5 separate regions of the Mus musculus genome follow, and regions 1, 3, 4 and 5 are each linked to region 2. Evidence: chromatin contacts called from public HiChIP or PLAC-seq and promoter capture Hi-C data. All regions are on one chromosome and are shown on one strand. The core of a region is the stretch at or near the end of the contact, and the rest is flanking DNA. Distances in the headings are between cores, read along the strand shown. Region 1 has its middle 94 kb from the start of Gm31650. Region 2 holds the start of Rps7 (ribosomal protein S7). Region 3 overlaps Gm31569 (a long non-coding RNA gene). Region 4 has its middle 49 kb from the start of Gm31650. Region 5 overlaps Myt1l (myelin transcription factor 1-like).

What was found. Promoter capture Hi-C pulls out the DNA fragments that hold promoters and counts their contacts. HiChIP or PLAC-seq counts read pairs in DNA pulled down with a chosen protein or histone mark.
Region 1: a promoter capture Hi-C map of hippocampal neurons shows a contact between it and region 2, with 2.4 times the contacts expected there. The contact joins the enhancer-like site here to the promoter of Rps7 in region 2. A contact is called at or near these places in 2 of 39 promoter capture datasets (hippocampal neurons and liver) and 3 of 115 datasets of contacts at active chromatin or transcription factors (differentiating embryonic stem cells, embryonic hindbrain and stem cell-derived neural progenitor cells).
Region 3: a promoter capture Hi-C map of hippocampal neurons shows a contact between it and region 2, with 2.7 times the contacts expected there. The contact joins the enhancer-like site here to the promoter of Rps7 in region 2. A contact is called at or near these places in 3 of 39 promoter capture datasets (embryonic stem cells, hippocampal neurons and neural stem cells) and 3 of 115 datasets of contacts at active chromatin or transcription factors (embryonic midbrain, embryonic stem cells and stem cell-derived neural progenitor cells).
Region 4: a contact with region 2 is called in a promoter capture Hi-C map of hippocampal neurons, with 2.9 times the contacts expected there. The contact joins the enhancer-like site here to the promoter of Rps7 in region 2. A contact is called at or near these places in 4 of 39 promoter capture datasets (cranial neural crest, hippocampal neurons, liver and 1 more) and 2 of 115 datasets of contacts at active chromatin or transcription factors (bone marrow-derived macrophages and stem cell-derived neural progenitor cells).
Region 5: an H3K4me3 HiChIP or PLAC-seq map of forebrain shows a contact between it and region 2, with 4 times the contacts expected there. The contact joins the enhancer-like site here to the promoter of Rps7 in region 2. A contact is called at or near these places in 6 of 39 promoter capture datasets (embryonic stem cells, hippocampal neurons, liver and 1 more), 8 of 115 datasets of contacts at active chromatin or transcription factors (VIP interneurons, embryonic basal ganglia, embryonic forebrain and 5 more) and 1 of 9 other capture datasets (embryonic stem cells).

The regions. Positions count from the first base shown.
Region 1 is chr12:29,342,156-29,348,220 of GRCm38.p6, forward strand. No RefSeq gene overlaps it. Among named protein-coding and RNA genes, the nearest start is that of Gm31650, 94 kb to the right of the region's middle. Within about 2 kb of position 1,451, at least 25 of the 459 cell types and tissues checked have an H3K27ac peak or open chromatin away from gene starts, as enhancers often do. A contact at or near this core is called in hippocampal neurons, where this site is marked.
Region 2 is chr12:28,632,239-28,638,305 of GRCm38.p6, forward strand. Rps7 (ribosomal protein S7) reads right to left here and starts at 3,715. Exons shown (of 7, transcript NM_011300.3): 1 at 3,618-3,715; 2 at 3,342-3,425; 3 at 3,178-3,249; 4 at 1,971-2,114; 5 at 1,530-1,594. The coding sequence starts at 3,416.
Region 3 is chr12:29,243,978-29,249,605 of GRCm38.p6, forward strand. The region is part of intron 1 of Gm31569 (a long non-coding RNA gene); the gene reads left to right. Among named protein-coding and RNA genes, the nearest start is that of Gm31569, 41 kb to the left of the region's middle. Within about 2 kb of position 3,549, at least 18 of the 459 cell types and tissues checked have an H3K27ac peak or open chromatin away from gene starts, as enhancers often do. A contact at or near this core is called in hippocampal neurons, where this site is marked.
Region 4 is chr12:29,388,106-29,393,509 of GRCm38.p6, forward strand. No RefSeq gene overlaps it. Among named protein-coding and RNA genes, the nearest start is that of Gm31650, 49 kb to the right of the region's middle. Within about 2 kb of position 3,871, at least 12 of the 459 cell types and tissues checked have an H3K27ac peak or open chromatin away from gene starts, as enhancers often do. A contact at or near this core is called in hippocampal neurons, where this site is marked.
Region 5 is chr12:29,545,181-29,550,658 of GRCm38.p6, forward strand. The region is part of intron 1 of Myt1l (myelin transcription factor 1-like); the gene reads left to right. Among named protein-coding and RNA genes, the nearest start is that of Gm20208, 17 kb to the left of the region's middle. Within about 2 kb of position 2,936, at least 37 of the 459 cell types and tissues checked have an H3K27ac peak or open chromatin away from gene starts, as enhancers often do. A contact at or near this core is called in VIP interneurons, forebrain and hippocampal neurons, where this site is marked.

The DNA of each region.
Region 1 (6,065 bases), core at 201-2,700, 710 kb after region 2:
AAGAAGTATGAGGAAGAGGAGGAGGAGGAACAGGAGCAACAAGGAGAGTGTCTAGAGAGAAGGCTCAGCCAGTTAAAGAGCATTTGCTATTCTTCCAGAATATGGAGTTCTGTTCCCAGCATTCAAACTGGGTGATTCACAACTATTTCCAGCTCCAAGGGATCCAGTGCTCACTCCTGCCTTCTACAGGTACCCACACTGTGTGGCAGACACTTTTACAGAGATCCCTTACATACATGGGTAAAAATAAGCTTTTAAAGCAGTAAGCATTCTGAGAACCAAACCTAAGGTTATATTCTGACCTAATATGAATGCATATGTGCCCACACATAAAAATGTAGCCACACAGAGACCACACACACACACACACACACACACACACACACACACACACACACACACCCCACAGTGGGATTTTTGAAGGATTAACAGCCTATCCACCATGACAGGAGCAGACTGAAGGAAGGGTGGTTATATGCCAATATGCCCTGGTGGGGTGAGAGGGGAGCAGGGCAGAGAGTACAGGAAACAGGGCAGAGCCTTGCACTGAGCCTCCATCTTTTTTTCTGACCAAGGCACAAGTTAGCCAATGGACAAAGAGCTCAGCTCGCTTCTCCAGGAAGCAGAGAGGCTTCTGCAGATGCCCAGGAGGTGGAGCAGGCTTCAGATGAAAGGAAGAGGCAGGAAGGGCAGAGAGAGCTTTCAAGGCTCTGATGGGCTTGTTTAACTGGGGCCTGGAAGGAAAAGGCTAGGACTCCTTGTGCTCTCCTCCAGCCCCAGGAGGACACTGGTATCGAAGGTGGCGGAGAGGGAGGATGGGGAGGACAGGAAGCCAGTGTGGGGTGAGAATCAGGTCCCTGCCATGGGTGCTGTCACTAGCTGACCAGAAGAGGAGGTTCACCTTAAATTTGGCAAGGGATAGAGCCTTCACCATGCCTTCCCCCTATACCCTCACCTCACTGCCCCACCACAGCTGCCTGGCAGGGTGCACTTCCAATGCCTCTGCACTAAAAACAGAGAGGTCATATTTCTGTGATATATAGTGTGGGGATTGCAGGTCCTTGATCTGGGGGCTGTACTGGGGAGAGGGATGGATGTTGGAACTGATGCCAAGGATAACTCCAGCATGAGAAATTGGGAGAAAGAACCATGTGTGTCTCATCCTTGGAACAAGCTTTATACTCGAGATGGAGGCGGGCCAACCGGAGTTACATTTAAAAATGCACAAGGATATTTCCATGTGGGAGAAGCAAAGAATGTTCAGCTCCTGGCCCTGAACACCCTTCTCAGCCTGAGGACCCTCGATGTTTTCTGCACTGCTCACTTAATGGGGGTGATGGCATTTCAAGGCCAATGCTGCACATAAAACCTGCCAGGCGCTGCTGTCAAGCAGGATGCAGATGCAAGGAGAATTCCCATTCAGAACACAGCTGTGTATGGATCAGCGGCCAGGGTGGCTCGCTTCCCATGGCGTCGGGCTGTTTACAGCACCGACAGTGCGGGCTCTCGGCTTTGTATCTTTTGAACAATTACAAGAAGGAAATATGGAGAAGGGCTGTCACTTGGAAAAGTAAATGCTAAGTAGATGCTGGGAGATGCTGCCTCTGTGTTTCCCTGTGGGCTAAAATCATCCATTAATTTTCAGAACTACCAGCAACTCTGAGTGTTTCCCCTAGGGACACACACAAACTGTGATTTGTGGGAGGCAAGTCCCATTCATCCCTGGGGTGATGCTGGTCTCTGTGAGTCACTGTGCCTCATTTAGAGGGTTTTTTTTTTCTTAATGTCTGTGCATAATGTGATATGTGTGCAAGTGTGTTGTGGGTGTGTGTATACATATGAAAGCCAGTGGTTTGTCTCAGGTGTATTTTTTTTTAATGGCACTCCATATTATATGTTAACACAAGATCTCTCACTTGAACTCAGAGGCTACTGCTTAGGATAATGTAGCTAGCCTCGTAGAGCATTCAGCATTTATGTAGGCCCTGGGGAGCTACACTATACTTCTCAGGCACAGCCAGCACGTTACCCACTGAACCATCTTCTCAGGCACCCAGTTAGTATTCAATTGTCAATACTTCTTTTGGAGATACTTTTTCTTTTAAGCCTGGACCATTCTTATCAAGCTTATTTCAAATTTTATAATAGCCTGTGAATTTACTTTGCTGATGTGAACACATTTATTATACACAACACATGGCCATTCAATGGCCACTCTCAATAACAAATTCCACCTTGGTTCCGCTTTCTTATAATAGGTAAATAATTGTTCAGTATGAGACCCTCTTACTGCGTGAGCAGTTTTTCAAGCCTTATGGTGATTGTCTTTTGTAATCACCCTTCTGAGCACCTACTAAGTGTTGCCATGGCGCTGGGTGATGGATCATTTAGAAGGTATACCTACTAAGCGCTGATGTGTGGTAGCTGATTCAGTGGATGTCAGTTATGCCTCCTAGCTCGGCTCACTGCAGGGCCCTAGAGAACTGAGTGGAGGTGATACTTGGGAACTGGGGGTACATTAGAGTTACTGTGTCCTCGGAGGAGCAAGTGTGATGTCATTGCTGGGAATCTGGGGCTTCAAATATGCACTCCTGGCTGCCAAGGGAACATACCAGGCCAGGAATTTATATGGCAGCCCTGGTGGATACTTTTCAGGGAAGCTAAGTTTCCTGCTGGGTGCTGCAACCCCTGAACTTTGAGCCCTTATTACAGACATGGAGTCCATCACAGTGCTGAATCTATAGCTGCAGCTCATAGGTCGCACCCTTTGACCCCGGCTGCCTGGTCCATGAGGATAAGAAGGTACCAGGTGAGCAGCTCACACACTCACATTGGTACTGGTTGTTCCGATGATTTGTCCCTGAGACAGACTCCCTTTCCTGTTGGGGGGCATCATTTGGAAATCCCTTTACATTATGAGATTCCCAGGACACAGGAAAGCCACTTGTCTCCTCCAGGAGGGTTCCTTCCATTCAGGGAAAGGTAAGGACTTGATAGGGACACAATTCTTTCCCATGATGCAAGATCTGAGGAAACAGAGCTTACTGCCATCTTCTGGCATTGTTTCATCACTGACTACTCACCCCAGGCCTTGGTCCTGATGGTGTGAGTACCACATACAGTTCCTTGCTTTCAGGTGACCATTTAGAGTTATGTACCTCCAGCATCTACAGGGATGGAGACGCTTTGACATAATTCTCAGGTCCCTTCCAGGCAGTAGAAGACATACCCTGGGTCAGTAAGGCACAAGGTTACTATCAGAGATGGAATATGTGGTTGTAGGTAGTGCCAGAGCTTCTGGGGTGTATACTGGCTCCGGACTGCCCCATCTGTTCTAGGATGCCTTCCTCCCTGTTAAACTCTGACTGTGTGTGTGCATGCACCTAGTTATTGGCACAACAGAGATTCATTCTGGGTTTTTAGAGACCTCCAACATAAAGTCCACAGTACCTGGACTATGTAGCTTCTACAAATCCTTCAACATGCTCCAAATTCCTTGAGAGATGGGACCTCAAGTCACAGCCTTTCATCTTTGTGCACATACCATCTTCCAGCTTCCATGTTAATGAAGGTTAAATATAAATTCTGTACATTTTAATAAAGTTTAAATATAAATGTTGCCATAGCTTTTCCTTGCCAATTTTATTGAAACAGCATTCAATAATGCTGCTGAGATAGAGCATGATATTTAAAATATTATCTAAAATGAATGAACAGAACACTCTAGGAAACACAGGTGCAGCAGACTTTAGGGCTCTGTCCACAGTACTGTCAGGTTCTACGACTAAGGGGACAGTACTAGATGTTTGCTTGACTTCGTTAGAGTGCTCAGTGTGCTGTGTGCTCTCAGACTGTTCACTCTCAGAGCTGTGAACAGATCTGAAGGCATACCCTGGGTCAGTAAGGCACAGGGTTATTATCAAACAGAGATGGAGTGTGTGGTTGTGGGTAGTGCCAGAGCTTCTGGGGTGCACCCAGGCTCCCCAGTGACCCATCTGTACACCTAAAAAAGGCCACACACCCATCTCTGCTGCCAGTGGGGCTATTAGCATCCACTGCAGTGAGAATGTAAAGTTCCACAGCCACTTTGGGAAGTAAGCTGTCAGTTTCCTAACACTATATATGTAATCTGTTTGTTCTCTGCCTTGGTATTTCCCCAAGAGATAAGAACACCCCCTTGTGTATTCAAAGACCGGTGCACAAATGTTCAGAGCAGCACTACCTGTAATAGTAAAATGAAATCTGGAAGCAAATCTGTAAAGACAAATCGATGAGGACCAGCTGATTAGCGTGAAGCCATGGTGATACCACTTTTGAGCATACCTTGTGACAGACATAAGGTAAAAATGATCAGCCATGAAGCTGGATCAAGTTTATTTCAAGATGCCACCTGTGTAATTAATTTTTTTCTTTTAAATTAAGGTCTCATGTAGCCAAGACTGCCCTCCAACCCACTATGCACCCAAGAAGAATTTGAACTTCTGATCATTCCTCCTCCACCTCCCAAGGGTTCATATAACACTCTTAAGCGTATGAGATACTAGCAATTGAACCCAGGGCTTCATGCATGCTTTTCAAGATCGCTACCAACTCAACCATAGCACCAGGACTAGTTTTATTCTGATTTTTAAGTTATAATATCTAACACATTGAGGAGGAAAAACCACAGCATTCTCATATATACCCTTGACATTAGTGTTAAGTGTTTGAGCTCATCTGAAGTACAACTGGTGAAGAGCATCCAAAAACCTACCCCTGTAACCTTGGGTCATCTCAGAATCTCATGACCCCTTGGGCAGGGTCATGTTTGCCCAAGACAGGCTTGCATGTGTGGGCTCTGAAATATTCAAAATGTTATTCAAAATAGTGAAAAAATTTAAAAGCTACTTAGTACAACATTAAGAAATTTATCAAATCATTTTGAGCCATGCATTCTCTCTGTGTGTGTCTCTGTTTCCCTTTCTGGATTAGGGTCTCATTCTACAGCTGAGTGTAGCCCTAAATTCTTGATCCCATCTCAGCTCCCCCAGCTCTGACATGAGTCAGGGCTCAGTGAGAAGATCAGGGCTTGGAGTTTAAGTATTCAGGATCACATGCAGACTACATTTCCCCCTACCGTTCCAATGACCTAGTAGCAAACAGCCAATCTGTGAGATACAGTGGCAGAAGGGCCAAACCATATCCTCATTTAAAGGGCTGGTTGGCATTTGTTCTCCAAAGCTCATAGTCCAGAGCACTTGTACCTATGCCTCCATATCCATCCTTGGCCCTCCCCAAATTCCAGGATAGGCTGCAGCACATCCCATTCCTTTCATTCTGTCAAGTGCGTGTACAGACCTCTTCATTAGTGTCTGGGTTTCCTTTCGTAGGAAGAAAACTTGCCAGTGGCCACTGCCTAGCATTCTGGGAGCTGGGAGCCTCCCTTGCTTCCTCTGTCCCTGTGACCAGAAGCTGCCTCCCCCCCCCCCACACACGTGTACCCCAGCAGGTCACTGAGTCAGAGAGCAGTGAGCAGAGCTGATCTTTCCTTGGGAGTTTTGATCACATGCTGGAGGGAACTTGGCCTGGGTGGATGTTTTCCTGCTCTGTGCAGTAACTGTTGCCATAGCAGAAAGTGTAAGGCATACTCTAAAAGACTGTCAAAGAACAGCAGGGATGACCATTGGCAGAGAGCCTGATGGTATGCTGAAATCCTGGTGGTTGCCTTGTCTAGAACATGGTCTGCTGAGCCATAGGCCCTGTTTCTACCAGTTCCTTCAGCCGATGTACTTCTTGGTTGACCCCAGAACCATTGGTTCACATCTCTTCATGCCTCCCATTTCTTAGTCTCTTCTTCTTCCTCTTCCTACCCTCCTCCCACCCCTCTTCCTACCTCCTCCTACCCCTCTTCCTCTTCCCACTCTTCCTCCCACCACTCCTCTTCTTCCTACCCTCTTCCCACCCTCCTTCCACTCCTCCTCCTCTTCCCACCCTCCTCCCACTCCTCCTCCTCTTCCCACTCTTCCTCCCACCCCTCCTCCTCTTTACCCTCTTCCTCTGCTTCCTTTTTTTCCTCCTTTTCCTCC
Region 2 (6,067 bases), core at 2,465-4,964:
AACCTCTCAATCACTTTCCCTGACCTCCAAGAGGCCACTGACCTCATGTATCAGGATCAAACAAAACCGCTCCAAAGACTGCTCTATCACAGCTCTATGACACTGGCCCTTGTCATTAGGAACAAGTTCCAATGGGCTCTTGCTTCTCAGAGCATCCCAACCTCCCCGAGGCTGGGCAAGCTCCATGACCCACTGACTTATAATCACAGGTGGAAATATCCCAGCCACAGATTTAACACACCTGACCTACCAAGTGCCCTAGTGTACCAAGAGATCACTACGGGTGCCAGCAGTTATAGTCCGTGACTGCAGCATGGCACCTGGGAGCTGTGGCTGTTCATGATGACACAGCTTTGACCTAGAAAAAGCACTAAACTCAGAACCCAACTAGAGTCTCCAGAATGCACGCCGCTTCCACCACTGAAAAGCCAAGCTTCCCCTAGTCAGGAACCCCCGTGATTCCAAACTCTGAGGAGACTGGGGCTACGGCTTTCAGTCTGAATTGCATTCCAAGGAAAAGAGTTCTGCTTCACCCTGTGTTCACAAGGAAGCACCGTCTGATCATCACACGGCTTCTCACTACTACTCACTTCAGAGCACACTCTTACCACACTAGTAGGTGCATCAACATGGACGCTTGCTCCCTTAAAACAGAAACTAACAGACTCAAAGTTAAGAGTTAACTCAAAATTCCAGCATAACAAAGCTGGAATCTGGAGACATTAGTATAGCACCACGACACCTTGCCAGGGATCTGGCATCAAGAGTAGAAATCACTAAGGTCACTGAACACCGCAGCCATTAACACACAGGGCATAGATAGTGATGTGCACCTGTATTCCCAGTACCTGACCACAAGACTGTTGTTGGCTACATAGGAAGTCCATGGCTCATCCGGTCTCAAAAGCATCACCTCTCAAGAGTAGATTTCCTTGACCAGTTATAAGGGAAAAACCACACTTTTGGCGGTGAGGGTCTGCAGGGACAGTCTGATATAATTACAGCATCAACAGAAGGCCCAAGTCCAATGACTGATGTGTGAAGAGACCATCACCTTTAAAGAGCAATGATGTAGCCTTGTCAGCCTAGCACCAGGAAACCCACCCATGCTCTGCCTGCCACACAACAAAACCATCCCAGCACCTCAGCCACAAACAAATTTTTATCCCCAATTAAGAACTAAATAGTTAGCCAGGTGGTGATGGCGGCACACACCTTTAATCCCAACCTTTGGGAGGCAGATGGATCTCAGTGTTCAAGGCCAGCCTGGTCTACAGAGTAAGTTCTAGGACACATGGGCTACAAAGAGATATCTTAAAAAAAAAAAATACTTTCTCCTTTGACCACAGAATAAATCAAGCCTCACCTGTGTGGTACCAGTGACTTACAACAGACACCACATAGTGTATGTATGTGAACCACTTAAACGTTCTATCTAGAATGAATCCCAACACACAGGGAATGAGGAGACTCCCCGTCCTGAGGCACTGTGAGGTGTGGGCGCATGGCCGAGGCAACGGAACACTCACCTTCTGGGGCGCTTCTGCTTATTTTTCGTACGGCTTTTCCGGGTTGGCTTGGGCAGAATCCTCCTCTTTAAAGTGAATTATAATAAAAATAAACACAAAACAATGAGCTAATAATAAAGCCAACAAATCTCAACTACTTTAAGTACAAAAATACCCATGTCGCCACCTTCACAACAGCCCACCACTCAGCACAAATTGCCAGCAGCATTCCTCTTTCCCATCAGCCCTACTTCATTCACCCTGCACACTGCACCAAAGCCAATCCTGAACTCAAGCACTGTCCCATACCAGCCCCTCCAGCCTGCTACTCCCAGACCAGCAGACTTCCCACTCTCACCCCAACACCCTAGGCTGAGCTTTCCACCAACAGGGCTGACAGCATCCTCACCAACAGAACTTAAGCCCCAGGAATTGAAGAGGGGCAACTGAGCAGATGGATACCTGAGCAATGAAGACCACGTGCTTGCCACTGAACTTTTTCTCCAATTCACGAACTAGCCGGACTTGGATTTTCTGGAAAGATTTAAGCTGAGGAACTGGTACAAAAATTATGATAGCTTTCCGACCACCACCAACTTCGATTTCCTGGGAGGAAAAAATGTCTGTGTCATTTTTCAGTCCTTAACCTCCATCTTCCTCATTCAAATGGCACCACTCACAGCCAAATACCACCTGAATCAAGGACCCGCCCCCTTCTGAGGCAGAGTCCTTGTAGTCCTTGTAGTCCCAAGTGCTAAGATTAATATGCTCTGCCACAACCAGCAAACAACTCCCCCCTCAAACATTCTCCTGTGGTTTGGACATAGCCTAGGGGTTCGCAAGTTAAACCATGACGCTCATATTGAGGTTCTAAGGTGGAGCCTCCATCGCACAATCCCGGTGACTCTACAAGAGACACCAAAAGGCCAGCAGAGAGCTATGTCCATATGTCCATCATCCTAGCACTGGAGAGGTAGAGGCAGGAGGACGGAGTTCAAGGCTAGCCTCAACTACAATCCAAGTCGGGAGACCAGCCTAGGTTAGAAGAGATTCTGTCTGGTGAGTCTGATCAGACCATGACTCTGGCCATGTGCCACCTCAGGATCTCCCAACATGATTGAACCATCTAGAAAGGTCAACTTTAAATTCACCATGGCCTGGGTATCTCTGATGTAAGGCTCTTCTCCAAATTCAAAACTTTCCAACACTATGAAATTGACCAAAAAACTCAATAAAATTAACACTCTCCCTGGGTGGCTGAGCAGTGGTAGTTCAGGGCACAGGACCCAGGTTCAGTTCCCAGCACTCACAAGCATTTGTAATTCAAGTTTCAGGAACACGCAAGGTGCATGTACATTAACAGAAGCAAAATACTAACTTACAAAAACGAAACACCTGTCAAACGCCAAACTCAGAAACACCCACTGATCCTCAACCGAGTGGTACTGGGTCTAAACACTTCCAAAAAGTTAAGGTTAATGTCAGTGGGGAAAGAAAAAAAAAAAAAAAAAAGTCCAGCAATCAAGTGCAGAAGGCAGCACGGACTTAAGCGTGAGACTGGCCTGCACTGGAAGTCCCTGTCTGCTGCCCTCCCGTCTCTTGCCCCGGGAATAGAGGCTGTCAACCACCCGTGGGCAGCGAGCGAGCGCACTCCGGGGTCCCCGCTCACCTTGGCTGCGGTGATGTTGAGTTCCCGCAGCTGCGCCTTGAGATCGGAGTTCATCTCCAGCTCGAGCAGCGCCTGGGGAGACAGAGAACGTGGGCGCCATGCCGGGGGTCAGGGGACCCTGAGGTCAAGCGCGATCGCGGGGGGCACCCGGGCGACAAGCTCACCTGAGAGATGCCAGACTCGAACTCGTCCGGCTTCTCGCCATTGGGCTTCACGATCTTGGCGCTCGAGCTGAACATGGCTTCACCCTGAGGGGAGGAAGGTGCCACCGGTCACCTGGGGCGCGGGCCGCCAAAGCCGGGGCCATCTACGGGCGCAAGGCGGATAATCCGCTGCATCCCACCCCGGGGAGCAGGCTCTGCCGCCCCGGACGCCCCCCAAGAGTCTGTTCCCCCAAACTCTGCGAAAAACCGCGGCCACATTGCGGCCCGCGAACCTACCTGACGGATCGCCGGCTTAGAAAGAGGGACGGCTCTCGCGAGAACGGCTCATATCCGGGTGGCGGAAGAAAAGAGGTGGGGACAGCGGAAGTAGGTGGGTGGAAACCGGAAGCTCTTCTGAAAAGAGTTGGACCGCCTAGAGTGTACCGGAAAATAGTTCCCTACTGGGAACTAATGCGGGAGGATGAGCGTGCCGGTTTCGCTTGTTCCCGGTAGTCGTCAGCGTTCGGCTCCGTTGGTGAAAATTCTCCGCTCCCCTAGTTGGAGACCTGGGCAGAGTGGTGGCGGCCGGACGGCCCTAGGAAAAAGAAAGAAAGCAGCTTCCTTCCCCACGAAGATGGGACGTTTCAAATGTTTCATTAGTCCCCAGCTTTCTCCGCGTTTCCTGCTAACACAATGAAAGGGAATCAGCATGGTGGTGGCGCACGCCTGTAATCCCAGCACTCGGGAGGCAGAGGCAGGCGGATCTCTTGAGTTTGGGGCCAGCCTGGTCTACAAAGAGAGTTCTGGGACAGACAGGGCTACGTATACAAACCATGTATCAAAAAATGAGGTACGGGGTTGGGGCGGGAATCAGACTTGTGTTCAGCTCTTCCTATAGGGAATCAAATTAGTGAGGTAGTGTTAATTAATAGTCATTAATTCCTGGTTTTTACGTATATTGCTTGGTACAGCAGACGATTCTAGAACATGTCCAGGAACCCCTGTCTTCACAAGTATGAAGCTGCCCTGTTGAACATCTGCCGAGAATGCTAAATATGGTGGCTCATGCCTTTTCTCAGGATTCAGAGGCGGGGATCACTGTGAAGGCAGGCTTGGTCTGCGAGTGCCAGAGCTGCAATAGAGACCCTGTCTCAAAAAAAAAAAAAAAAAAAAAAAATCCATTTTCAGAGAGTACCAATAACGGAAGCTGACGGTGGGGTTAGCTGTAGAAGGCCAGGCTTCTGCCTGCCTGGGCTACCTGCAAAACAGGGACAGTTAAGCCCTAAAAGGTGGGGAGAGCAAGGAAGCCAGGTCAGTGAGAAACACTAAAACAGAATGAACCTTTAATCTCAACACTCGAGAGGGAGAGGCAGAGGCAGACAGATCTCTGAGTTTGAGGCCAGCCTGGTCTACAGGACAGCCAGGGCTACATAGAGAAACCTTGTCTGGAAAAACCAAAAGGGAGAAAAAAAAAAAAAAAAAGAATGAAGACAGCCCTGGGAGAGCACTCTCTATAGTGGAGCAATTTCCTTTAGTCAGGGCATTGTCAGAAAAAAAGAGACAGACAGACAGATTAGGAACAGTAAGTCAGAAAGATCTGAGGATGGGAAACAACAAACTCATCAAAGCAATGTTTACTGAAGAAATGCCCACCACTGCTGACTGTCACCCTAACTTCATGTGCCCTGTGAGGCTCTGCTCTAGACAGGCAATACAAGCACACCTGATTCACATGTAGTTGAATAGCCTGTTTTAGCCTAGAAGCTGGTTACTAAAACCAAGTGAATCCTTGTCATCACGGAAAACACAGTTTGGTAAAGACATTATGTAAATACATGATGAAATATACAGGACTGGAGGGATGGCTCAGTGGGTCAGAGAGCGATGACTGCTCTTCTGAAGGTCCTGAGTTCAAATCCCAGCAACCACATGGTGGCTCACAACCATCCGCAATGAGATCAGATGCCCTCTTCTGGTGTGTCTAAAAACAACTACAGTGTATTTACGTATATTAAATAAATAAATTTTTTTAAAAAATAAATATACAATATTTTGTTATGGCTTGCATAACAAAAAAATGTGCGAAAGTGTAAGGAGGACAGATGTACACTTTAGGGAGTTAGGAAAGCCTTTGAAAGGGATGATAGAGCTGGGCATGATGGCGCACACCTTTAGTCCCAGCACTTGGGAGGCAGAGGCAGGCAGATTTCAGAGTTCGAAGCCAGCCTGGTAGTGAGTTCCAGGACAGCCAGGGCTATACAGAGAAACCCTGTCTCGAAAAACCAAAAAATAAAATAAAATAAAATAAAATTTAAAAAAAGAAAGAAAGGGATGATAGTACTACCCTGGGACATGAAGGAGCAGTTAGGACCCAGTCACTTGGCACCAGGTACATTTCACCCTTACACCACATTCTGGAGCAGAGATAGATTATTTAGCCTTTTGGGTTTTACTGTCTGTCAAGGTGAGTGGAGAAATTATTACTCAACTACGAGCCAGATCCTTTGTTTTGTCTTTTGTCTTTTGTCTTTTTTTTTTTTTTCAAGACAGGGTTTCTCTGTGTAGCCCTGGCTGTCTTGGATCTTACTCTGTAGACCAGGCTGGCCTTGGACTCATATAGCTCAGCCTGCCTCTGCCTCCTGAGTGCTGGAATTAAAGGCGTGCGCCACCACCACCTGGTTGCAATCTTTCTAATTTTTAAAGGTTCAGGCAGAGGAGGGTAGCAGCATTCACCACTAGTCAGTCCA
Region 3 (5,628 bases), core at 2,299-4,798, 610 kb after region 2:
TGCCACCAGTGATCACCACCACCATCATGGCTTCCAGGAACCCACTCATTACCAAATCCTCACAGTGCCCCCTGGCTCAGGCTCTCATAAGGTCACTGCTGTGATGTGGAACAGTCTGCTTGTCATCTGGATGCTGAGCCATGCACAGGATACATCCAACCTTGTTCAGGCTGTGGGCAGAGTCTATTTTCTATTGGTGGCTCCTCAAGTTCGTCTTCCACTCGTTGCCACATAGGCTTTCCCAGCAGAACCTTCCCACTTCATCCATGAAGCCAAGCAGAGGAAGTGGGAAGGGGAGTGTGAGAAGGGGAGTGAGAAGAGGAACAGTGTAGAGGGGGAGAGGGAGGGGAAAGGGAAGAGGAACAGGAGAGAGGGAAGAGGAAGGTGAACAGGAAAGGGGGAAAGGGACAGGGGAGAGAGAGGGGCGGGGAGAGAGGAGGGGAATGGAAGAGGAGCGGGGAGAGGGAGGGAGGAGGGAAAAGACAGAAAGGGAGAGAGATTGTTTTTTTAATTAATTAACTAATATATTCAGGCAGCTGAGAGCAAGCGCAGGTGTGACACATGTCACATGCCAGTCTCACCTCTGGAATATTCTATTTGTTAGAAGGAAAGGGAATTCCATGAGGGTATAAGGATCTGGAGGCAAGCTTGTTAAAAGACCCATCTGATAAAGGCTTGGACCCTACGAGGTTGATATTAGGAGGTAGCAGAACCTTTCAGAGATGGGGCCTAGAAAAAGAAAGGTCACAGGGTGTGTGGCCTGGATCTGGGATAATGAGGAGGAGCTGTGAGCTTTGTATGTGGAAGCTGTGCTCATCTCTCAAGGCCTCTTGCAGGTATGCACAGATCTGTTGAGTGTGGTGGTTTGAATAGGTTTGGCCCCATAGATTCTTGTGTTTGAATGCTTAACCCATAGGGAGTGCCACTATTAGGAGGTGTGGCTTTATTGGAGTAGGCATGGCCTTGTTAGAGGAAGTATGTCACTGTGGGGGCGGGCTCTGAGGTCTCATACACGATCAAGCTACACCAAATGTGACACACCGTCTCCTGCTGCCTGTGGATCAAGGTGTAGAACTCTTGGCTCCTCCAGCACCATGTCTGCCTGCATGCTGCCATGATGCTGACCATGGTGATGATGGACTGAACCTCTGAAATTCTGAACCAGCCCCGATTAAATGTTTGCCTTTATAACAGTTGTCTTGGTCGTGATGTCTCTTCACAGCAATGAAACCCTAACCAAGACAGAGCTTGGTACCAGGAGCGGGTTTTCAAACTGCAGGTGTACGTTTAGAATCTGTGCTAATGAAGTCTGCAGACTCTGGGGTGAGATCAAAGCCACCACAGTGCTGTAAAGCATCTTCTCCTTCACGGCCCTGGCGCTGCTCGTGGCTCACTCCCAGATCCTGTCTTCTTCAAGATGAGGTGCTGCCTGACCCCTGAATATCCCACACACTTCTCAGGGGAGTCCTCCATGTGGACATACTCTGTGACCACATCTCACACTGAGCAAGGTGTTGAGGAGAAGGGTAGTCTTGATCTACTAACCCTCTGGGCAACTCATGTCTTTCACAGCTCTCTTTGCCCAGAGGACCATCCCTTTTCTTCTAACCTTTTGTTTCCCTGCCGATAAGTCCTTCACTTTGCCTCCTTCTTCTGATGTTTCTCCATTCCCAGGTCCTGCTAAGCCTTTTGATGCCTCCTTTGAATACAACAGACACGTATACACCCCGGTCTTCACCTTGCTCTTAGCCTCCTCTGCACTTGACACAGGTGACATCGGATGTCCTCTACTCCTGACATCACCTCTCAAGCTCTTCTGCTCTCTCCATCCTTTACAGCTTTGCACCCTCCCCTCTGGGGGCAGCTATGGCAGTGTGACAATCTCCATGAATCTGCTGTGGCTTTTATACATCTTTTCACACAATTAGGCGATTGCGTTGCCCATGAGTATGCTAATGCATATCTTCATGTGCACATGTGTCCTTATTTGCAGCTCTGATAGCCCTGTCATAGAAAATTTGTAATTGCCCCTGAGCTGCCCTCCCCTACCCACAGGTCCCCTTGCCTCCTAAAGCGTCTCCCTGGATACCAGCAGGAAATGCTGTTCTCCCCTGGATCTCCGTGACCTTTTGAACAGGCTGCACTGCATCACTTGTCACATCGACCTTGCATCCTAGTGTTGCTATCTGTGTGAGCTTCCAAAGGTGGTACAGTGCAGGGCTATTCATCTGTGGGCCCCCAAGAGCCTCATAATGAGGCTCTCTGCCCTCATCAGCCCTGGAGTCAGTGCCCTGTCTAACCCTCAGCTTCTGAGTGTATTCTGTACAAATACAACACCCACTGCCAGGGTCTGCTGCAGCAGTGAACTATCACATGCAGATTCACTGGTACTGAGTCTGCTGCTACCCAAATCTCAGATGCAGGAAAGCAGGGATGGATGAAGACATTCCTTGGGATAGAAGGAACCCCACAGGTAAGCAAAACAAGAAACCCAAAAGGGAGCAGGCCAATCAGACAATCAATTGAACTTTCTTTTACCATCTGACTTAAGCCACTGTAAAATGTCCTGAAAGTAAGAGTGTATACGCACACTCGTTAGAAGCCCCTCCCCCCAAAGCCTTGCTGTAGACGCCTTCATCTTTTCTACTGCCCTGGAGATGATTTAGGGTCAAGGCTTTTAATGATAGATCTTAGAGATTGGTAAAGCCTTAAAATTGGAATAATTAGAAATTATCCAAATTCTTAGGGTGAGAGAAATATTTTTATCCCGACGGATTTAGATTCGGATCTGGACTTGCAAATTAAAATGGTCCTGGGTGAAATGACTCACACTTTAAAATCTTCTGAGGACAGTCACCTTCCATGCACTTGGTGACAAGATAGATTTTAAAATGTCCACACAAACCTTTCACAGAGCCCAGGTGCTTCTCCCCGTGGGAGCACATCGATGGATCTATTGATAAGGCTGTCTGCAATCAATGCCAAGAGCTGTCACCTCTACATTTTCCTTGTGCTCATCCCTAGAGGCCTAGGCCGGTCTTGTTTCTGTTCCCTACCCTCTCTTTTCACAGTTCCACCTCCGAGAGAAGTAACTGGATGGAGATTGCTTCCAGAGAAGCTCACTGCCCCTGATTTAAGTCAGGGCTCCCCTGGCTTCCATTCTTCCAGGCTGCTGATGAGGGTGTGAGAATTCAGAGATGCAAGCCGTATTTTACATCCCCGAGTTTATTACCAAGGTAGCAGCCTGTTGATGTGCACATCTCCGTGGATCTCCAGAAATGAATTTCCTGACATTTCGCTCTTTTTTTTAAAAAAAGTATATGTGTTGCTTGTCAAAAGCAGGGTTATTTATATGTCCCCAAATTCATAGGTTCTTGCAGCTAATCTTCACGAATATTACTTGATGGGACATTATAGGCGAGATTTACTTGATATTTGTCCTTTTTGTAAGCCTGCACATTTATTTAGAATAGCATCCTGAGGAACAGCCTGCAGACCCAGCCATCCTCTGCCTGGGCCTCTGCCAAGCATTGATTGCTCAAAAGATAATGGCCTCCCCAGCAGCAGTATGGGGAGGGGGAGGAGAGACGCTCTGGTAAGTTAAAAATGAACAAGGAGGACCTGGCTCTCTGCCGAGAAGACCAGAGAAATAGACAAACCAGATGCAGAATGGAAGACGCTTTTTTTTTTTTTTTTAAGTTTGTCTTTGCAACATAGGAAGAAATCCACCATGCCTGTCTGTCCATCTTCATGGCAGGGCAGGCCTGGGCAAGTGTGCCAGGGTGAGTTGAAGTAGGAAATCTCCTTCCTATTTGACCAAGAAAGAATAGGGCTATGGTGGCCCCAAAGTCCTTGGCCATAAGCAACGTTGGAGTTTAGTGATTTCCTCCATCTCTCATGAGAGCGCTGAGATAGGTGTCTGCTTCTCACACTTTGGACATGGACCAGGTGACCTGAATCCAGTGGGCAGTGTGTTGGATATTGAGTTCAAAGGAGGCTACTAACTCCCTAGAGTCCCTCCACTGCCTGATATCCAATCCTTTCTACAAGGAAATCGGGGAATCTCAGCATTTGAGATTTTTGTAAGTCATGATACCACATATTCATTCTCCCAACATATTTCTGACCCACACCCAAAGATGGTACTAGGTACTGGCAGTGCAAAAAAAGATGAATCAAACATGGGAAGGAGAGGCAAGTAAGTATGGGTGTTTTCTGAGGAAGGTGTAAGAGGGGACGTGGGCATGAAGCTCTCCCAGGCAGGGATAATGGGGATTTTTAGGAGCAGCTTTGGCCAAATGAAGAGGTGGCTCAGTGAAGATTCCCCCACAGGGGTACTGTGGTTCCAGGGAAGGGCCATGTAGTTCGTAGGATTTCTACCTTCCCTCACCCAACCTGCCATATTCACCACTGGATTTGGGTATTGAAAGAACCTTTATTTCCTCTAGTTGTCTCAAGCTTACCAAGAGAGTACTGTAGGACACTGCCTATTATGGAAATTAAATTAGGTTTTCTAGCCATCTGCCTCACCTGACTGCTCCCGCTCAGTTAGACACCCCTCCCCTCAGAGCCCCAGTCCTCTGTACCCTGGTCTGGGTATCTAGGGCTCCACATTCATAGTCCAAGGCCCTGACAAAGGACTGGGGCAAGTAGAGACCCCCTCGCGCTTCTGCTTTGTACCACAAGAGGGCGCAGCAACGGGCGCCATTTTAGAGACAGAGCGCCTTCAGTAGAAGAGATTTTTGTGGGCTCATTAATCCAGAATCCACAGCAAGAATGCACATGTTTCTGTGTTTACAAACAGCTATGGTGTCTTGTTGTAGCCGCCAATGTAGATCCAGGCAACGGCAATCTTCTGTCCGGCCTATTATTGTGAAGTAGAGTTTCCATAAAAGCTCAGCACATCTGGAGCTGGGATGGCTTTCACCTAGGTTTTCCAGTTTCTTCCCATGGTGTTTAATCTGTAGTCATTGACTGGACTAGGACTCCAGTCTGCTGATGCCTCGTAGTCTTCCTGCTACTCTCTCTCTGGCTTAGAGGTCATGGAATCGTCTCATCTCTGCTGCCTCTCAGTTCACTATTTTTCCCCTAATTTCTAGTTCTTCCAACTTCTTTTTTTCCCTTCTTTCTGAGAGTCAGGGTCTCAATACTATATAGCCACAGCTGGCTTGATACTCACTATATAGAGCAGGTTGTCTCAAACTCACAAACATCTGCCTGCATTTGCCTCCCTAGTACTGGGATTAAAAGTTTGCACCAATTCACCTGGCCTTGAATCTTGACCTTGCAACTTTGGTGGGGCACAAGGCTACACCTTGGTTATTTTTCCTTCCCTTTGTTTTCAATGTTTCTCCGTGGGAGGGTTCCGTGCCTCACATCTCTAGTTCACAAACATTTCTCGACTCTACCTGTTCCAGCTTTTCAAATGATATCCTTATCCAGATGTCTGGCAGATAGGGTCCACTTGACATCCACTGTCCAATGTCTCGACTTTCTTGCTGGATCTTCTCCATCAGCCTTCCTCATCTCAGCCTTGTCCTCATTATTCTCAGGTAAAAGACCACAGCAGTAGCAGAGCCAGCAGCATGCATCTGTAGTCTCAGAACACAGGGGTGGATACAGGGAAAT
Region 4 (5,404 bases), core at 2,621-5,120, 760 kb after region 2:
AATGTGAATTGATCCATACTTATCTCCTTGTACTAAGGTCAAATCTAAGTGGATCAAGGAACTTCACATAAAACCAGAGACACTGAAACTTATAGAGGAGAAAGTGGGGAAAAGCCTTGAAGATATGGGCACAGGGGAAAAATTCCTGAACAGAACAGCAATGGCTTGTGCTGTAAGATCGAGAATTGACAAATGGGACCTAATGAAACTCCAAAGTTTCTGCAAGGCAAAAGACACCGTCAATAAGACAAAAAGACCACCAACAGATTGGGAAAGGATCTCTACCTATCCTAAATCAGATAGGGGACTAATATCCAACATATATAAAGAACTCAAGAAGGTGGACTTCAGAAAATCAAATAACCCCATTAAAAAATGGGGCTCAGAACTGAACAAAGAATTCTCACCTGAGGAATACCGAATGGCAGAGAAGCACCTGAAAAAATGTTCAACATCCTTAATCATCAGGGAAATGCAAATCAAAACAACCCTGAGATTCCACCTCACACCAGTCAGAATGGCTAAGATCAAAAATTCAGGTGACAGCAGATGCTGGCGTGGATGTGGAGAAAGAGGAACACTCCTCCATTGTTGGTGGGATTGCAGGCTTGTACAACCACTCTGGAAATCAGTCTGGCGGTTCCTCAGAAAATTGGACATAGTACTACCGGAGGATCCAGCAATACCTCTCCTGGGCATATATCCAGAAGATGCCCCAACTGGTAAGAAGGACACATGCTCCACTATGTTCATAGCAGCCTTATTTATAATAGCCAGAAGCTCGAAAGAACCCAGATGCCCCTCAACAGAGGAATGGATACAGAAAATGTGGTACATCTACACAATGGAGTACTACTCAGCTATTAAAAAGAATGAATTTATGAAATTCCTAGCCAAATGGATGGACCTGGAGGGCATCATCCTGAGTGAGGTAACACATTCACAAAGAAACTCACACAATATGTACTCACTGATAAGTGGATATTAGCCCCAAACCTAGAATACCCAAGATATAAGATATAATTTGCTAAACACATGAAACTCAAGAAGAATGAAGACTGAAGTGTGGACACTATGCCCCTCCTTAGATTTGGGAACAAAACACCCATGGAAGGAGTTACAGAGACAAAGCTTGGAGCTGAGATGAAAGGATGGACCATGTAGAGACTGCCATATCCAGGGATCCACCCCATAATCAGCATCCAAACGCTGACACCATTGCATACACTAGCAAGATTTTATTGAAAGGACCCAGATGTAGCTGTCTCTTGTGAGACTATGCTGGGGCCTAGCAAACACAGAAGTGGATGCTCACAGTCAGCTAATGGATGGATCATAGGGCTCCCAATGGAGGAGCTAGAGAAAGTAGCCAAGGAGCTAAAGGGATCTGCAACCCTATAGGTGGAACAACATTATGAACTAACCAGTACCCCGGAGCTCTTGACTCTAGCTGCATATATATCAAAAGATGGCCTAGTCGGCCATCACTGGAAAGAGAGGCCCATTGGACTTGCAAGCTTTATATGCCTCAGTACAGGGGAACACCAGGGCCAAAAAGGGGGAGTGGGTGGGCAGGGGAGTGGGGGTGGGTGGATATGGGGGACTTTTGGTATAGCATTGGAAATGTAAATGAGCTAAATACCTAATAAAAAATGGAAAAAAAAGAAACAATATGTGTATGTATGTGTGTAGACACAGCACATGTTTGTGCAGAAATACATGTAAAAGCATAATATGTACACATAATAACGTAGAGACGGTTGTACACAGACATGTGTGTGAATTGTAATAGTAAATTTTTTGGCTGGTCACCTTTATTCAACTGGGGAGTGCTTCAATGAGTTCAGTGCTCCTCTAGGTCCCTGGGAGATTTCCATGGAAGGTTAACTAAATAGGGAAGACCTTGAATAGAGATAGCACATCTCACAAGGGGAGAGGGCAGATGGAATAAAGGGGAAGAAAGGGTCTGGTGAGGTGACTTGGTAAATGAAGGCCCTGGACTCTCATGTCTGGTGATTTGAGTTCAATCTCTAGAAACCATACAAAGGTAGATGGAAGAACTGACCCCACACAGTTGCCTTCTGCTCTCCACATGAGTGCCATGGAGTATGTGTGCATGTGCACACATATGCACACACACCACACACAAACTCAGAGAGAGAGAGAGAGAGAGAGAGAGAGAGAGAGAGAGAGAGAGAGAGAGAGAGAGAGAGAGAGAGAGAGAGAGAGAGAGAGAGAGAGGGAGAGAGGCAAAGTTTAAGAAGAGAGGGCAAGGCTTTTTAAAATACTGTATCTGTACTTTTGTAAGGGGTAAGAAAAAATAAATTTTGACCATAGCAGCTAAGAATAAAAGTCAAGTGTTCCCAGAGACACCTTGGCAGATGGAGATGGAGTTGTTTGCTGTTCTTTCACAGGGGCATTGGCAACTTGGCAAATTGGACCTTCTAGTCCCTAGTGTCCCTTGCCAGAGCACTCTTGACTTACAAGCAAAAGAGCAAACACTCCAAATCAGAGTCATCCACTTTGACCCACACTGCCTTGGAGCACTGTGGACTGGCTAGGAATTGCGGTGTGTATGTTGCATGTTTATGATTTTTTTGTTTTTAGAGAGATGCAGATACTTTTCATCATATTTTAAGAAACTGTGTTCAAAGGTAGTGATAAACATCACTGTACTCAGGTCAATATAGTCTTTGATGGGAAAATGTGTGTGGGTTTCTACATTGATAGCTTTGATAATCAAGTTGATTCCTAACTGCAGGATAAACATGCTAACGGTCAAGCCATCAGGAAAGGTGACCTTCTATGTGCAGGGTGTGAATCCCAACCAAGGCCTCCCAGCACACACCTGGACCGCAGGGTCTTCACTGTGGAGAAACCTAAGGCTTGCCTATTCCAGCCCCTGTTCTGTGCTTGGAGCATCATTGTAGCAACATGGACCTTGATGCTCCTCTATTCCATGGCTCCTCCTTGCCAGGCCTGAGAGCTTTGAGTGACACAGCAACCTTGACTGAGGTATATGCTATCATGCTATGAGGTATATGCTGTCATGCTATATTCTTCCTTTATGGCATGGAATAAGCAAATATCTCTTAAATAAGAAAAGAGTTTTGACCAAAAGAAGTATTTGCCAAAAGACACTATTACATGGAGGGGCAAAGGGTTCATCAGTCCCCACCCACAACTGAGTTATGGGCATTGATGGCTTCTAGATGATAGTTTTCTTTAAGGGTATAGCCTTTGATACCACAGTGCTACAGTGGATGGTCCCACACAGTATATGGACAGTAAAATTGGACTTAACAGATTATTAAAACAAAACAAAACAACTACACAAAGCATAGTAATTATAAAGGGAGGATGAGTTGGAAAGGAGTTAGTGGAGAAATAGGGGTGAATATGACCAAATAACTTATGTGAAATTCTCAAAAAATTATTAAAATATTCTTTAAAAAGATAGAGATAGCTTGAGGACAAACCTGGGGGAGAAGACAGAGATGCTTGTGACTAGAGAAGAATATGTAAAGAGCTTCAACAACAAGAGAAATTTTGAAATAGGCAAGCAATTTAAGCAGATAGCTCACAAAACATGTTAAAATTGCCAGTGCATAGTTTACAAAGTGCTCAACTTCCTTTATGCTCAGGAATGTGAAGTTAAAATTTCAATGTGATACTACCACGAACAACGTTAGAAGAGCTAAAAGAAAACCACAAACTTCCAGGGTCAAGGAGATGTAATGTGGAATGGCCAAATTTCTCCTTTATTTCTGGTGGAATAAAGCTCTGGGAAGCAGATGGGGAGGCAGCTAGATTACACAGCGCTGTAGCATCGTTCCTAATGACTCAGATCTGGAAACTTACCAGAAGCCCAGTAGTGCTAGGAAGACTCCAGGCATAGAGATGGAGTCACATGTGGTGCTGTGAGGGCTGGGGATGACTCCATCAGAGCCTCTTGCTGCAATCTGATAGATCTTCTGAGCAACGCTTGGCATGAGAGACTCCATCCTACCTGACCCTATTATGTAAGTTCTAGAAATGCAATAGCAATCTGTGGCAATGTGAGTCAGAAGAATTACCCTGGAAGTAGGTAGGGCTAAAGCCAAGGGGACTCAGGTGGTTAGACTGTTGGTGAACAGATCACAAAACCCCATTGTACTGAATCTTATATTCCTATGCTTTTACACTTTTACTCATGGATGCTGTACATTTAGTTAGGGTTTTACGACTGTGAACAGACACCATGACCAAGGGAACTCTTATAAGAACAACATTTAATTAGGGCTGGCCTAGAGGTTCAGAGGTTCAGTCCATTATCATCAAGATGGGAACAAGGCAACATCCAGGCAAGCATGGTTCAGGAGCTGAGAGTTCTACATCTTCATCTGAAGGCTGTTAGCAGAATACTAACTCCCAAGCAGCTAGGATGAGGCTCTTAAAGCCTACACCCACAGTGACACACCTACTCCAACAAGATCACACCTATTCCAACAGGACCATGCCTTGTAAAAGTACCACTCCCTGGGCCCAGTATATACAAACCACCATACTATATTTTAATGAGACACCGCCACTCACATTTCTTCATCGAGAGCCATGTACCTTAGTGGATTTTATTCATGATGTTCCAAATCTTTATTTTCTCCATCTGATTTTTGTGGTTTGCTGGAGATCAGAATTTTTAAGTGTGCAGGTTGACCTTGCTCATATTCATACATCCAGCTCAGACATATTAATCTGATTCCTAGAGAGTCATCAATATAAGCTTCACACATTTACACAAACTTTTTGACACTCTGTCTTCAAGGTCTCAGTAGAACTTGGCACATCTGATTCTCTAATAAGAGGTGTTTCCACAAGAGATATTTTATCAATGTTATTTTTCTGAGCATGTGTGGAGGTGTGGTTATTGGAGTCCTTGTAGGCTTGTTGTATGAACACACCTATGAAAGAAGGTCACTTGTGCCATTTTGCGGGGAGGTGGAATAAAAGAAGGGTGATTTCTAACTCTGTGCACTCTCCATGCCCATAGACAAAATTTCATTTTTCTATGTTGTGTCTTAGGGTTATTATTGCTGTAATGAAACACCATGACCAAAGCAATGGGTTTGGGGAGGAATGGGTTTATCCAGTTTATTTTCCCCATCACAGTTCATCATCAAAGGAAATCAGGACAGAGTTCAAGCAGGGGAGGAACCCAGAGGCAGGAGCTGATACAGAGGCCATGGAAGGGTACTGCTTACTGGCTTGCTCCCACTGGCTTGCTCAGTCTGCTTTCTTATAAAGCCCGGGGTCACCTGCCCAAGGGTGACACTGTGGGCTGAGCCCTCCCCCATCAATCACTAATTAAGAAAGTGCCCTACAGCTAGATCTTGTGGAGGCATTTTCTTTATTGAGGCTCCCTCCT
Region 5 (5,478 bases), core at 1,686-4,185, 910 kb after region 2:
ACCAACTTGGCAATTTAGTGAAACCCTGCCTTAAAATAAAATCTCAGAAAGAAGATGGATTCAGTGGTGTAATATCTGCCTGGCCTGTGTGAGACGCTGGACTCAGTCTCAGTACCTCACACAAAATTAAAGGATCTTAATCCTGTTAACACAGCCTTCTTCAGAATGTCTAAATTAGCTGCTTTCAGATCCTGCTTAATGTAAGCAGGCATCCCCTGGACCAGGCATCGGGCCGTCTGCAGGAACTCCTAAGTAAGCTGCCGCTGTGCACCAACTCAGTGTGGTTCAAATGGACAGGATGGGGAAAGAAAGCATGTAGGGTTCTTTGCATAACTTGCGTTCTAAGGTTTTGTTTTCGTAGCAGTCAAGTGCTCCTCACAGAAAGTGATGTATCATAAGCATAGCTTCTATGCATACATGTTATGTCGGGGGAGGGCATACATGCTGAATGTATGTACATGCATGTGCAGTCTCTTCAGGCTCCAAGCTCATCGCTGTTGCCATTCCTCTCCCCTGTTCCTTGGGCCCTAACTCACCTCCAAGTTGAACTTCTTGAGCTTCATTCATTATTTGCAAATAGCAGCCTCTCACCCCACAACCCTCCCAGGCTAACTCAGCACTGAGGTCATGGCTTTTTCTGCAAAACCAGCGCTCTTTCCTGTCTTTTTCCACTTCTCCATCTACTTCTGGCTAGAGCCTCTCCGTATTCCCATGTATTAATGTCCCACTTTCTACCTATCTGTCCCACACCTATCACAGGTTAGACAGAGAGGGTATATAATAGATACATACACACACACACACACACACACACACACACACACACACACACACACACACACACACAGCCCTGAAAGCAGTGAGAATTCTCTGTAATATTAAACCTGCCATAGCCTCACATGAGGATGTGTGAGAGGGATCAGACCCACGTGGAAGCAGGCTGGAGAGTAGCAAGGAGGCACAGCAGACTTTCCAGGTGACTCTGACCCCTTTGCTTCCCATTAGACTTTTTCTTTGGATGGGTGCCTTTCCAAACCAGGCCTGCAGGCTCTCCTCCATTCTCCCCACCCCAAGATCAGATTGCTCCCTTCCCCCAGCAGCACAGTTATGTACCCAGCTCCTGCAGCCCTTGTAATTGACCATTAAAGAGCTAACGGGAGGGCCTGACTATGATAAGGAAACACATTTGGAATCTAACCTGCTTAGGCATGCCCATTAACAGCTGAGGCAGAGGCACACTCCTTCACGGGTAGCCCAAGGTATTGCAAAGCTGATCAGAACTGGGTGGAATATTCAGACCTTTCTGATAAAGTGTGGCTGCTTGCTAATCCTTCACTATGGGCATCTGTCCATCAAGCCTGGTGCAAGCAGGGGACAGCACAGGTTTAACAGGACAACAAGAGTATGTGCCAAGGAGGAAGCTTTTCTGACTCGTATTTGCTCCACTACCCTTTTCTCTGTCATATGCAGGTCTAAAAGCCAGCTGTGGTCAAAGAGATGAGACATGGAGACCTGGCCTTGTCTCCCATCTTACACAGTACCTGAGGGCTGGCTTATACAAGTGCAATTGAGCATGCCCACTCCCCTTCTTTCTTCCCAACCCTGGGGTCTTACTTCAGAGGATACCATCTGGTGATGTGCTTCCTAATAGAAAAGTGGGTCTAGAGCCCTCAGCTGAGACAACCATTGAAGACCAGTTTTACTGCACACCTCCCATCTTGTAAACCATTTTCCATACTAGATAAGGAGAACTGGGAGGATGTTTATCAGATGAGGTAGACCAGCGGCCTTATCCAGGACACAACTGCCTCTGTGTCTTGCTATACCAGCACAGAATTCGGAGGCTGGGTACAGATGTGCGGCCAGCTCGTGTGTGTATGTGTGTGTGTGTGTGTGTGTGTGTGTGTGTGTGTGTAGGGGGGCTACTGATCTAGGGGAGTTGTTATGGGAGAGCTGCAGTGTGACTGGTGTTACCTACTTAGATTGGGCATCAGCTTCCCTTTCTGATTCCCTGAATGATCTTGTTATGCAAATCCCAAATTCTTCATTTGTCCCAAGTCGTCTTGAAATTAGATCTCTGTCTGTGTTCAGATCCAGAGCCACAGGTGAAGCTGTGTGCTGCCAGAAGGGCAGAGAGACCAAATGCCAATCCCTAAGCAGAACCTAACAGGTGCCCTGAATGTGGACAGAGGGAGTAGGAAATGTCTGTGGGTTTCGATTCTGCTATAATGGTTTCTCTGGCTGGCTGTGTGTGAGGGGCATTTCTGCTACAACCCCTTCGATCTAAATGATTGTGGTGAAATCGTTGCTTAGATAAGATCCTCCTCGGGGGAAAGACTGTGAGTAAGGAGAAAACCAGCCAGCGCTGCCCTTTAGTCGAGGAGGTATGATAAAGGTAGGGGAGGGTTGCCGACAGGATGGTCCGGGTTTCTCAGAGGAGATTTTGCCAGGCAGGATAGTGATGGGGGTAACATGTGGTGGATGTTTGCCACAATCCCATAGCTATAAAGCCGGGGGAAGAACTCTGGCCAGGCCAAGTGAGATGATCAGCTTCATAAGAAGGATGCTCCTCTGGGGGTAATTTAGAGAATATTTCTGGGTGAGAAGGCAGTTTCTGTACAGGGACACCCGAGAGCCACCTGGAGGACAGGCGGAGTAGGTCATGGGGGGTCAGAAGCCACCTTACAACAGTCTCTGGTGATGAGCCTATGACTTCACTCTCCTGATAACGGGAAATTACGGAAAGCTTTTGTGTGGCTGAGTGACAAGGCCAGAGCTTTTCTCTGGGATAATTAATCTGGCAGCCAGTCAGTGGCTACTTCCTGCCAATTGCATCTCTAAAATAGCTCTCCCAACTGCTGCCTCCCCTCCACCCCTTCCACGCTTTCTCTGGGACTGTCACTTATTCACTCATGGTACCCCACTGCACAACCTGCCAATCATCTGTAGTCTGTGGTGTGGGAGACTCCGGGAAAGCTACAGTCGGCACCTCATGGTTGTATTTCTGTCCTCTGTGTCTGACGGAGAGCCTGACCACTCTGTTCATGGTCTGTGTAAGGACCACCTTTTCTGTTCCTTCTGCTCATAGTGGATCCCTAATTAGCCATATCCCATCACTCTTCAAAGGTTGTGTTTCCAGAAAGCCTCCCCTGTCCCTTCCCAGTGGCATCCATCCTCTTTCCCCTGAGTGTTCACAAGGAAGATTGCCTTGTATTTATAGATGTGTGTATGACAGTGCTACCTTCCCAGAGACCAGGACAGTTTACCAGTTCTGTGGGCGTGGGTATCACGGTGGATGGTGACTTGATCTGTGCTCCTGTGAGAGATGCAGGGGACCTCACCCCAGTGTAGATGCTGGGACTGAGGTGCTGCTGTTGGTAGGCACCTCATTGCCTCACATTGTTTTAGTTACTTTTACATTTTTGTGCTAACACACCATGACCAAGGAAACTTATAGGACAAAAGGTTTAATATGGAGGCTTGTAGTTCCAGAGGGCAAGTCTAGGACCATCATGCTGCAGCATGGCAGCAGGCTAGCAGGCATGGCTCTGGAGCTCAGATCTGCCCCACAAATACAAAGCAGAAAGAGCTAGCTGAGAATCATGTGGGTTTTTGAAACCTCAAATACCCTCCACCACCCTTCATTTCCCACCCCTACTCCACTACTTCCCTTGCCATGACACACCCCCTTCAACAAGGCCAGATCTCCTAAAATCCATCCAAATAGCCCTAACAACAGGAGACCAAGTATCCAAATACTTGAACCTAGGGAGCCACTCTCATTCAAATCACCACCAACATTCACAACCCCTGTGGTGATTCAGAGTGAATTTCCTTCTTCACTCCAATTTCTAGTGGTAGTCTCTGCTCCATTGTGCATCCTGCTATTTAGAAATTGGCGTGATGTCACTATGGGGAGAGCCATCATAAGTCCTTCCAGTATCCAGACCCCTGTCACTGCCTGCTTTGAGTTCCTTTAGATGTACTGTAAAGATGATGTTAACTTTTCATCGCTGTGACAAAATTCCTGAAGAATCAGAATAAACAAAGCAAGGTCTATTTTGTCACATGGCATCACAGGTAGCTTCCGTGGCTGGCTCCGTTGCGTTATGCTGTCTGGTGCCAGCTCATGGTTGAGGTTTCAGGTCAGTTCATGACTGGCTCCATTGCTTTTAGGTGTGTGGTAGAGCAGAAACACTCGGTGGAAGGTGATGGTGTAGCCAGCCTGCTCCCCTCCTGCCCGCCAGCTAGCAAAGTGACTGACAGGAAGGGACCAAACACAAGATACACCATTCAGAGATGTTCCCCCAGTGACCTGCTTTCTTTGAACAGGCCTCATTTCATGAAAGTGCATTCATTTATGGATCTATGGATTGACCTATTGATGAGGTCAACTTCCTCATCATTCAACCACCTGTGGGGATCACCAGCCGGGATAGGTCTTCTATACTTGAGCCTTGGGGCCATTTATACCTGAACCATAATAGCTTCGGACTTCCTGTATGTGATGTCCCACACAAGAAGTCCTGATTTCTGAAAAATCTTCTCTCTTTTATCTCCTGTGATAGAAGTGAGTCCTGCCTTATTCGAACCCTTTGATACTTCTTAGACAATAAATAGTTGTATGTCTCCCTATCCTACACCCCCCCCCAAAGGACCTTTGAGAAAACCATGATTAGTCTTTGGTTTTTTGGTCAGGAGTGATAGAATCAGAGAGGCAGCCCACTCTCTCTCCTTTGGGGCAGAGGCACAATTAATTTTAAGATCTATAGAAGGAGAAGACCATCTCTGTCTTCAGGACTTACTCTGTCCAATCAAACAGCAGGAGATGGAAAGCAAAGACAGATACAGAACTCAGATAACCCAGACTCAAGGTTAGGCAGAAAAAGATGCTGCTGGTCCTCCTGATCCAGCAGACTCAGAGTCACACAGAGAAAGAAAGACTTGGGGTCACACACAGAAAGAAGGAAAGAAGGAAAGAAAGAGAGAGAGAGAGAGAGAGAGACTGACTTGAGCCTTTTGCTACAGATTCAGTAACGTCACATCCAGGGGTCTGAAAAGAATACCCTTGACCTTGAAGTTCAATATGTGAGTCTACTGTCTAAAACCAGCCATCAGCTTGACATCTCAGGCTGGGATGTAGCTCAGTGCAGAGAGCTTGTGCAACAAAGCTAGGCTCTTGATTCCACCCCCGACCTTCGAATGGCATCTCTACTCACCTTTCCTACCACAGAGGGTCTGCGAGCACACACTGAGTGACACACTTACTTCTGAGACATAGAAAATATCTCCTATTTTGTGATTTATTTTTTAAACCAACAGCTGCTCCAATAATTGCTATAGTGGGGCTGAGCTGGATTAAAGTTTTTCTGGAAAATAGATCTTTAGATATCTATATCTGGAAAATAGATCCTTAGTATCTGTGTATTTAAGCCAACAGTTGCTTTGAAGGATTCATTTCAGCCGTCGAATGTGAAA